Linked DNA regions of Sus scrofa: regions 1 and 2 are each linked to region 3. The links are chromatin contacts, called in public HiChIP or PLAC-seq maps. All regions are on one chromosome and are shown on one strand. The core of a region is the stretch at or near the end of the contact, and the rest is flanking DNA. Distances in the headings are between cores, read along the strand shown.

Region 1 (2,829 bases), core at 39-2,538, 68 kb after region 3:
TGGATCTGAGGAGATGTTGCAGTCGCTTATGTCAGAGAGTGTTTGGCCTATGTTTTCCTTTAAGAGTTTGATAGTGTCTGGTCTTATATCTAGGTCTTTAGTCCATTTGGAGTTTATTTTTGTGTATGGTGTTAGGGAGTGAGCTAATTTCATTCTTTTCCATGTGGCTGTCCAGTTTCCCCAGCACCACTTACTGAACAAGGTGTCCTTTCTCCATTGCATATCCTTGCCTCCTTTGTCATAGATTAGTTGGCTGTAGGTGTGTGGGTTTAATTCTGGGCTTTCTATCCTGTTCCACTGATCTATATTTCTGACTTTGTGCCAGTACCATATCGTTTTGATGGATTCTTTTTTTTTTTACATTTCTGTAAATTTTTACATTTCTGAGTTGTTAAAAATGGGCAAATTAGGAGTTCCCCTCGTGGCGCAGTGGTTAATAAATCCGACTAGGAACCATGAGGTTGAGGGTTCGGTCCCTAGCCTTGCTCAGTGGGTTAAGGATCCGTCGTTGCCGGGAGCTGTGGTTTAGGTTGCAGACATGGCTCGGACCCCACGTTGCTGTGGTTCTGGTGTAGGCCGGTGGCTACAGCTCCGATTAGACCCCTAGCCTGGTAAACTCCATATACCGTGCGAGCGGCCCAAGAAACAGCAAAAAGACAAAAAAAAAAAAAAAGGTAAATTAAACTTATTGAAAAAAGGCAAAGAAATTTAAGAAGTTCCAGACATGGCTCAGTCTCGCTGTTTCCCTAAAGAGCTCCTATTGTCAAAGCGCAGCACCAAGTTTTAAAATTGTCCATTTAGGAGTTCCCATCGTGGCGCAGTGGTTAACAAATCCGACTGGGAACCATGAGGTTGTGGGTTCGCTCCCTGGCCTCGCTCAGTGGGTTAAGGATCCGGCATTGCCATGAGCTGTGGTGTAGGTTGCAGACGCGGCTCAGATCCCGCGTTGCTGTGGCTCTGGCGTAGGCCAGTGGCTACAGCTCCGATTCGACCCCTAGCCTGGGAACCTCCATATGCCGCGGGAGCGGCCCAAGAAATAGAAAAAAGACAAAAAATAAAATAAATAAATAAAATAAAATAAAATTGTCCATTTACACCTCGAAAGAGGAGGGGACACTGAACTTCTGGGAGCTCCAGCTCACACTCTGAACGTGGCCACTCCTATGTCTCTCATTTAGAGACCTTCCAAAAATGGCAGCCCCCTGCTCTTTCCACCGCGTGCAGACGGTGAGAAAAAGTCCTTCCCAACATGGCGGCCGAAGGCCCATGCGTCACTTCCTGCAGGACGGTGGATATAAGGAGCAGGATTTCCGCCTTCGCTCCTTTCCGGCGGTGACGACGTCCCTTCGAGAACATGCCTGTGAGTCTCTTGGTCCAGGTTTCGGCGGAGATCTCGCTCTTCTGTCCGCACGCTCCCCTCACGCTGATTTCGGATCGCAGAGGGCACTCATTTGCCCTTCGCGCTTCCCAGGACATTAACTACGGGGACCGCGGAGGCCCGCGGGGTCCCCTGCATAGACGGGAGCGGAGAGGAGATAAGATGGCGGCCCAGCTGCGCAGACACCAGGGGCGGCGAGGGGCGAGCTCTCCCCGGTGTGTGGCAGCGGAGGCTGTTTTCATCATTCCGTGTTCGCCGTTGGTTTCTAAATCTCTGCATTTCTACTTCTCGTAGCTCGCAAAGGATCTCCTTCATCCCTCTCCAGAAGAGGAGAAGAGGAAACACAAGAAGAAGCGCCTGGTGCAGAGCCCCAATTCCTATTTCATGGATGTGAAATGCCCAGGTGAGGAGATAGCTTGTAGGAGTGGGGGAAGCGTTGGAGCCCAAGAATTGCAAAAAGGTCCCATTTCTTGAAAGTTGAAGGTGTGAGATGAGTAAGAATTTTGCAGTGTAGAAGTGACCCAGAGTAGTTTCTTTTCAAAACTTCATCTGCAAAGTAGGAGACACTGGGATGATAGGTTGGGTTTCTGCTGTGGTCATTTTTGTACTTGTACCTGGATGCAAGGTACAGTTACTGAGCGTCCTTCCCGTTCAAGTAGAGGATTCTCTGTTTTTTGACTTTTCAATAATCTTTGATTTCACTCCTTTCCTCTTCAGGCTGTGGGATGATGGTAATGTTTATATTATATGTTAGTGACAAAAAAAACATCGATGGGGGCAGGTAGTCCAGGAAGCTTCCGAGTTGGCTTTAATGTATATGTGGAGCTAGGTAATCAAGTTTAGAATGGGAAAGTGAATTTCGGCAATTACATAACGTTCTGATCTTACAGTTGATACAGGACAGCGTACGTTTAGGTGAAGAAAAGATGGAGAAAGTAAAATAACTAATTTGGTTTTTTCCCCAGGATGCTATAAAATCACCACCGTCTTTAGCCATGCACAAACAGTAGTTTTGTGTGTTGGCTGCTCTACTGTCCTCTGCCAGCCTACAGGAGGAAAAGCAAGGCTTACAGAAGGTAAATGGTTTAATCAGTGTTAGGATTTTGAGGTTTGAATTTTAAGAGAGATCATGTATAATGTCTCATCAAGAGGGTTGGGTTTGATAGTCTTTTTTTTTTTTTTTTTTCCTTCCAGAAGCATTATTAGAAAGCTCTAAATCTCAGAACGCTACTGTCTCAAGCTGGGGTGGATGGGTGATAAAAGGGGCTTCATACAAGCAGAGCTGATAATAGGGTCTTTCAGTGACTACGTAGGAACTGAAGGAGTTGAGAAAAATAACATGTAGCTTTCCTGTTGGTATCATAGATCACTTTGTGGGGCTTCAGCAGGGTAAGGAGGCTGCTGTCAGTTATTCTTAACGACCTTTTTTCTTCCAGGATGCTCCTTCAGAC
Region 2 (2,700 bases), core at 135-2,634, 89 kb before region 3:
GCCCATTAGGCACTCTCCTCTACTGTCAGGTGTTCCCCTAAGTCTTTATGTTTAGAAATTCAGGCTCAATAACTTCTGTTAGCATAGACTATGTGATGTTAATAATTTAGAATTTGATTCAGTGTTGGTTAACAGCTTTTATGTGGTTATAGTTATCTTTATCAGTCTATTAACTATAAGCACTCAAACACCAGGGACTGAATAACACAGCACAATGCCACATAAACACTGATATTAAAAACAGGGGTTCTGGGAGTTCCTGTCGTAGCTCAGTGGTTAACGAACCCAACCAGTAACCATAAGGTTGTGGGTTCGATTCCTGGCCTCACTCAATGGGTTAAGGATCCGGTGTTGCTGTGAGCTGTGGTGTAGGCCGGCAGCTGTAGCTCTGATTCGACCATTGGCCTCGGAACCTCCATATGCCGCAGGTGTGACCCTAAAAAGACAAGAGACAAAACAAAACAAAAAACAGATGTTCTGGGAGTTCCTGCTGTGCTACAGCAGGTTAGGGATCTGGTGTTGTCTCTGTGGCAGCATAGGTTCAATCCCTGGCCAGGTGCAGTAAGATAAGGATCTGGTGTTGCCACAGCCATGCCATAGGTCACAGCTGCAGCTCCAATCTGAATTACTGGCTCAGGAACCTCCACACCCAACGGTGTGGCAAAAAAAAAAAAAAAAAAAAAAGAGTTCCCGTCATGGCTCAGTGGTTAACAAATCCAACTAGGAACCATGACGTTTCGGGTTCGATCCCTGGCCTTGCTCAGTGGGTTAAGGATCCGGCGTTGCCGTGAGCTGTGGTGTAGGTCACAGATGCGGCTCGGATCCCGCGTTGCTGTGGCTCTGGTATAGGCCGGCAGCTACAGCGCCGATTCGACCCCTAGCCTGGGAATCTCCATATGCCATGGGAGAGGCCCTAGAAATGGCAAAAAGACAAAAAAAGAAAAAGAAAAAGGTGTTCTAGTCTTTAAATTATGTATGCATCATGCTAGGCACATTTAAAAGAACTAAGGAATATACTGCAAAAAATAGATAAGCTACACTATACACACAATAAAAACATTAAGCCTAAGATATACACACACACAAAAAGCTTTTTGATATGGTGCTCCCAAAGAGCCTCTGAATAAGGGATGGGACATAGTCTGGCAATAGTAAGGAGAGATTATTCAGTATTACATAGTGCCCTGTGATACTCTGCCTGTATCAATCAGGTGTGGCAACTGCCTACTCAGATAAAAAGATTGAGCAGAAAAAAACAGCTTTACCTTGGCTGTCGATGACACTCTGTACAACTTCTTCCAAGCCTACCATGTAGATGAACTCGCTATTGGCTGCACTAGGCAGGAAATGAAGCAAGGGAGCAGGTGGTTTAGGGGGTGGAATCTCCAGGAGTGTCTTTTCCAGCTGTTTGCGAAGAGCCAATTTGGCTGCAGCCTGTGAGTTGGCAGCATCAGTCATGGCGCTGGGGCTAGGAAGTGGTGAGGACACTCTGTTCACGGTCCCTGGCTGGATATGGGAGGCAAGGTTCATATAGATGGCAGAGGATGTTGTGCGCTGACAGGGAACAGAAGAACTTGACTGCTGAAACAGATTGAGACAGACTGAGTATAGGGGTCAGTAATCGTATGTGGGAGAAAAAAACAATTCTTACTTTTGAGGCAGGGAATACTACCTGATCCTAGTGTGAACTACTTAGCTCCCCTCAAGCTCAGAAAAAGACATGAGGCATCCAACTTCAGTGAAAAAGGACTCTGGCACATAGGAAAGGAGAAAGATAGTGGCTATGAACTAAAATTGCTAAGAGAAAAATAAAGATTTGGAATGTTTTGTCATATATTCTTATGCTTCTTATTCCCTAGATTCTTTTATCTCTTTCTTCTAGAGAGCTTTTAGCTTACTGCTGCTCTGCTGCTCTCTTCTCCACTACTATAGTCATATAATTTCTCAATGTTTCTACTTTTTGGGACTGCTGTCAACCCACCAAAATTAGGACAAAATTTGTTGTCTTAGAGTTTCTCAATGTCCAAAAAACTTAAAATCTATGATTCTTTCAACCAGGAAAGTAAATAAAAGACAGCTATGTTTCCACATTGGGGCTCCCTCTTACCGGCTGGTAATTGATAGCAGGATTCATATTGGGTGTTGTAGTGCGTACAAGGCCAGGCTTAGGTGGGCCCCGCTGACCCTGTAGCTGGGCTGGGTTTGGTGCAATCACACGCTGAGACATCAACATGTGTGGGAGGGTGGTGTTGGTCGCTGAACGGATGACACTGTGACCCTGAAGGGGAAGAAGAGGAAAAGATACAGTCCTAGGTGGTAAAATGCCCCACAAAATGCCAAAGAGAAAACACTACCTATAACATATAGCTAAGTGGAAACACAGAAACACAATAATTTCATCTAATGGACTATGGGAAAAATCATCATCATCAAAAACCTGATTAGTGGCTAGAAAGTCCCGGGCCTTCCCCCCACCCCCGCAATTGCCCCCAATGCATATGGAAGTTCCTGGGCCAGGGATGGAATCCAAGCAGGAGCTGCAAACTACATCACCGCTGTAACAAGTCCCTGGCTTTTTTTTTGGTATAAGCTATTTAAACCTATATGGAAAAGAGGTAAGCTGGAAAGCACCGGTGTAGAAAGACTGCAATGGAAAAATAAGTTATTCATCTTTCTACTGTGGACTAAATCATGCCATAA
Region 3 (2,700 bases), core at 142-2,641:
AGCCTTCTAAATAATCATTTATCAGAAATGAGAAAACTGGTTCTCAGAAGGCTACCTGATTCTCCAGATGACAGCAGAAGAAAAGGTTGATAGGTAGTTCAGTTAGCAGCCACATGCCACCCCCATCAATGCCTCCATCTCCACTTCAGTGCCAACCCTATGAACTAATATTTTGTGTTTGGAGGGAAGTTAATGCTGGGGAAGAATCCAAAGAGACTATCATACCTTTATGAAGGGGGAACGCTGTCCTGGGCCGGCGAATGGCACCCAAACCTCTGCACTTACAGGAGTGGCTAGCTCCTTCGTGTAATTGAGAGCAGGATAGCAGAAAGTACTCTAAGTCTGGGTTTGGTTTAGGGAAGGGCAAGTTCTAGTTCCATCGACCCTCAGGCACTGGACTGGGATACAGACCAAGCGGGTCCCAGCAGCCCAGCTAAAAAAGGGGGTGGTTTAGTCGCTACAGAATACAAGTACCCACATCATACAGGCTGAGACAATCCCCTTCTACCAGAGGGCGAGGGAACCGTGGACGATGAAATAAAGGGGTAAGGTTTTGCCCTCCTGGCCCCTTTGCCTAAATAAAGATAATCAACCCGTGCTTCCTTCACCCTTAAGGATCCCCCATTTGTCCCAACCGCCGACAAACACAAGACTGAGAGTAGGGAGCGGCCCCCGCACCCTGAGGGCACCACTGGGGGTGGAGAGAGTTAAGGGGGGGCGCGCTAGAGAGGAAAGGAGGGGAGCATGGCGGGCATGAGGCAGTGAGTGAAAGCGGGGAAGGCGGGGGAAACGGGGCGCGAGGGAGGGGAGAAAGAGTAAAAGGAGAAGAAATGAAGGGACTCGAGCTGGGGGCGCGCAAGGCCGAAGTGAAAGACCGGGGCGCGCGCGCGGAGCGGGGGGAGGGGATGAGGTGAAGGGGAGCGCGAGGCGGGGGCGCGCAGTGCCGGGGTGGGGGGAGGGGGACGCAAGGCGGGGGCGCGCGGGCGGGCGTCGGCTCGCGGGCGCTTCCCCTCCCCCCGCCCCTCCACCTTTCCCTTCCCCCACCTCCGCCACCACCGCCTCCTCCCAGCCTCCCTCCCTTCCTCGCTCCTCACCGCCCCCGGGCGGGCGGGCGGCCAAGCTGGCCTAGGCCAAAGCTCCTCACCTGGCGGTGGCGGTGTAACTCCCGGCTAGCTCGCCTCCTCAGGCGGCGGCGGCGGCGTCGAAAAAGGAAGAGGCGACGGCACAGTGGGTTCCGGACCCCGCTGACGGGACTTGGGGCGGGGGTGGGGGAGGGGGGCGGGCCGGACCGGGGCGGGCGGGCGGAGCAGACACTGCGGTACAGACGGGGGCAGCGGCGGCGGCGGCGGCTGCACCGGCGGCGGCGGCACCACACAAACAAGGACGCTGATTGGGCAGCTGCCAAGCGCCTCGGCTCCGCCTTCCCCACACGCCACGACGCCCATTGGGCGACCTGAGCCGGCCTCCCCGCCCTCCTCTTCTCGGCCGTACCAATAGGAGATGGGATGCCCGGGCTACACCCCACCCTTGAAGAGTGAGTGGCTGGAGAGGTGATGATTGGCGTACTTAAGACCCAGTCCTAAACGGAGGAGGGGGATGGTCTAGCGGGGGCGCGTTAATGGGTACCTCGGCCAGTCCCAGACACATCCGGGTCTTCAGCAGCCCATTAAGTGTCGGGGGTCAAAAAATCGCTTCAGGGCTGCAACTTTACCTTAGAGACGTTTTGGTCCCCAGGCAGCCGCCGTACCCCAGTATCCCCAAAACCGGGATTCCCCTTTGGCCATTTCTCATTCTTCCAATTCTAAAGATGGAGACGGGGGAACGGCGCTGGGGTCTGCGTTGGGTGGTGTTACATCGCGACAGAATCCAGGAATTTCACGATAAAAGTGGCTTGAAGCGCTCGGGCCTTGCAGTCTACTTGGGGCGTGGCCTGTCTCCGTCTGCCAAAGGCCTTGAGCTTCCTGGTCTTCATTGTACCTCAGCGTGGTCCTGTCGTGACTGAAACCCGATAGGAGAAAAAAAAGGCAGCTGGCCAAATTGCTGAGAAATTACGCCGTGCAGAGCCCTCGCAACTCCCTTTCTAGGGATCTCCTGGTCTAGTCAGGTTCACAATGAGGGAAACAGTCTCCCACGCCACCTAATCGACTAAAAAGGCCCAGCTCCTGCTGGCCTCCGTACTTCCCCAAAGCAGTAAGGCCCACCTAGACTCTCAGCGTTTCTCCAGCACATACCACAAGTATTGTTCATTTCTTTTTTTAATTTTCCTTTATTAAAGTATATTCGATTTACAGGTGGTGTTCTTGAGCACCTTGAGGACAGGCACCAAGTCTCTGAGTCAGTGTGTTAAAACAATAATAGCTAACGTTTGTGGAAAGAAATTGTGAGACACTGTGCTATATGTGAATATTTATTCTTTTAAGAGCTTTACGTGGATTCGTTTATTTACTGCTCAAAACTCTGTTAGAGTAGAAACTGTTATCCCCATTTTGCAGATGAGGAACGTGAGGTACAGATCAAATGCGTTGCCCAAAGTTACACAAGATAAGTGGCAGAGCTGAAATCTAAACTTAGGCAGGTTCAGGTTCAGAGAGACTAAGGAACTTGCAAAGATCAGACAGCTAATTAGTGAGTAAGCCGTGGTTTGAACACGGAAATAACTGGTTCCAGGAGCACTAGAATGTGTTTTTCGAATCACTTATA

What was found. HiChIP or PLAC-seq counts read pairs in DNA pulled down with a chosen protein or histone mark.
Region 1: an H3K27ac HiChIP or PLAC-seq map of skeletal muscle shows a contact between it and region 3. The contact joins the promoter of RPS27 here to the promoter of GATAD2B in region 3. A contact is called at or near these places in 3 of 47 Hi-C or Micro-C datasets (blood, fetal liver and liver) and 2 of 2 datasets of contacts at active chromatin or transcription factors (alveolar macrophages and skeletal muscle).
Region 2: an H3K27ac HiChIP or PLAC-seq map of skeletal muscle shows a contact between it and region 3. The contact joins the enhancer-like site here to the promoter of GATAD2B in region 3. A contact is called at or near these places in 8 of 47 Hi-C or Micro-C datasets (epiblast stem cells, fetal heart ventricle, fibroblasts and 3 more) and 2 of 2 datasets of contacts at active chromatin or transcription factors (alveolar macrophages and skeletal muscle).

The regions. Positions count from the first base shown.
Region 1 is chr4:95,697,940-95,700,768 of Sscrofa11.1, reverse strand. It overlaps RPS27 (40S ribosomal protein S27), which reads left to right and starts at 1,288. Exons shown (of 4, transcript XM_003125735.3): 1 at 1,288-1,360; 2 at 1,673-1,781; 3 at 2,344-2,454; 4 at 2,815-2,829. The coding sequence starts at 1,355.
Region 2 is chr4:95,854,620-95,857,319 of Sscrofa11.1, reverse strand. It overlaps GATAD2B (transcriptional repressor p66-beta), which reads right to left. Exons shown (of 11, transcript XM_021089804.1): 6 at 2,108-2,278; 7 at 1,266-1,578. Among named protein-coding and RNA genes, the nearest start is that of SLC27A3, 48 kb to the left of the region's middle. Within about 2 kb of position 1,384, at least 1 of the 83 cell types and tissues checked has an H3K27ac peak or open chromatin away from gene starts, as enhancers often do. A contact at or near this core is called in skeletal muscle, where this site is marked.
Region 3 is chr4:95,765,680-95,768,379 of Sscrofa11.1, reverse strand. GATAD2B (transcriptional repressor p66-beta) reads right to left here and starts at 1,391. Exons shown (of 11, transcript XM_021089804.1): 1 at 1,145-1,391.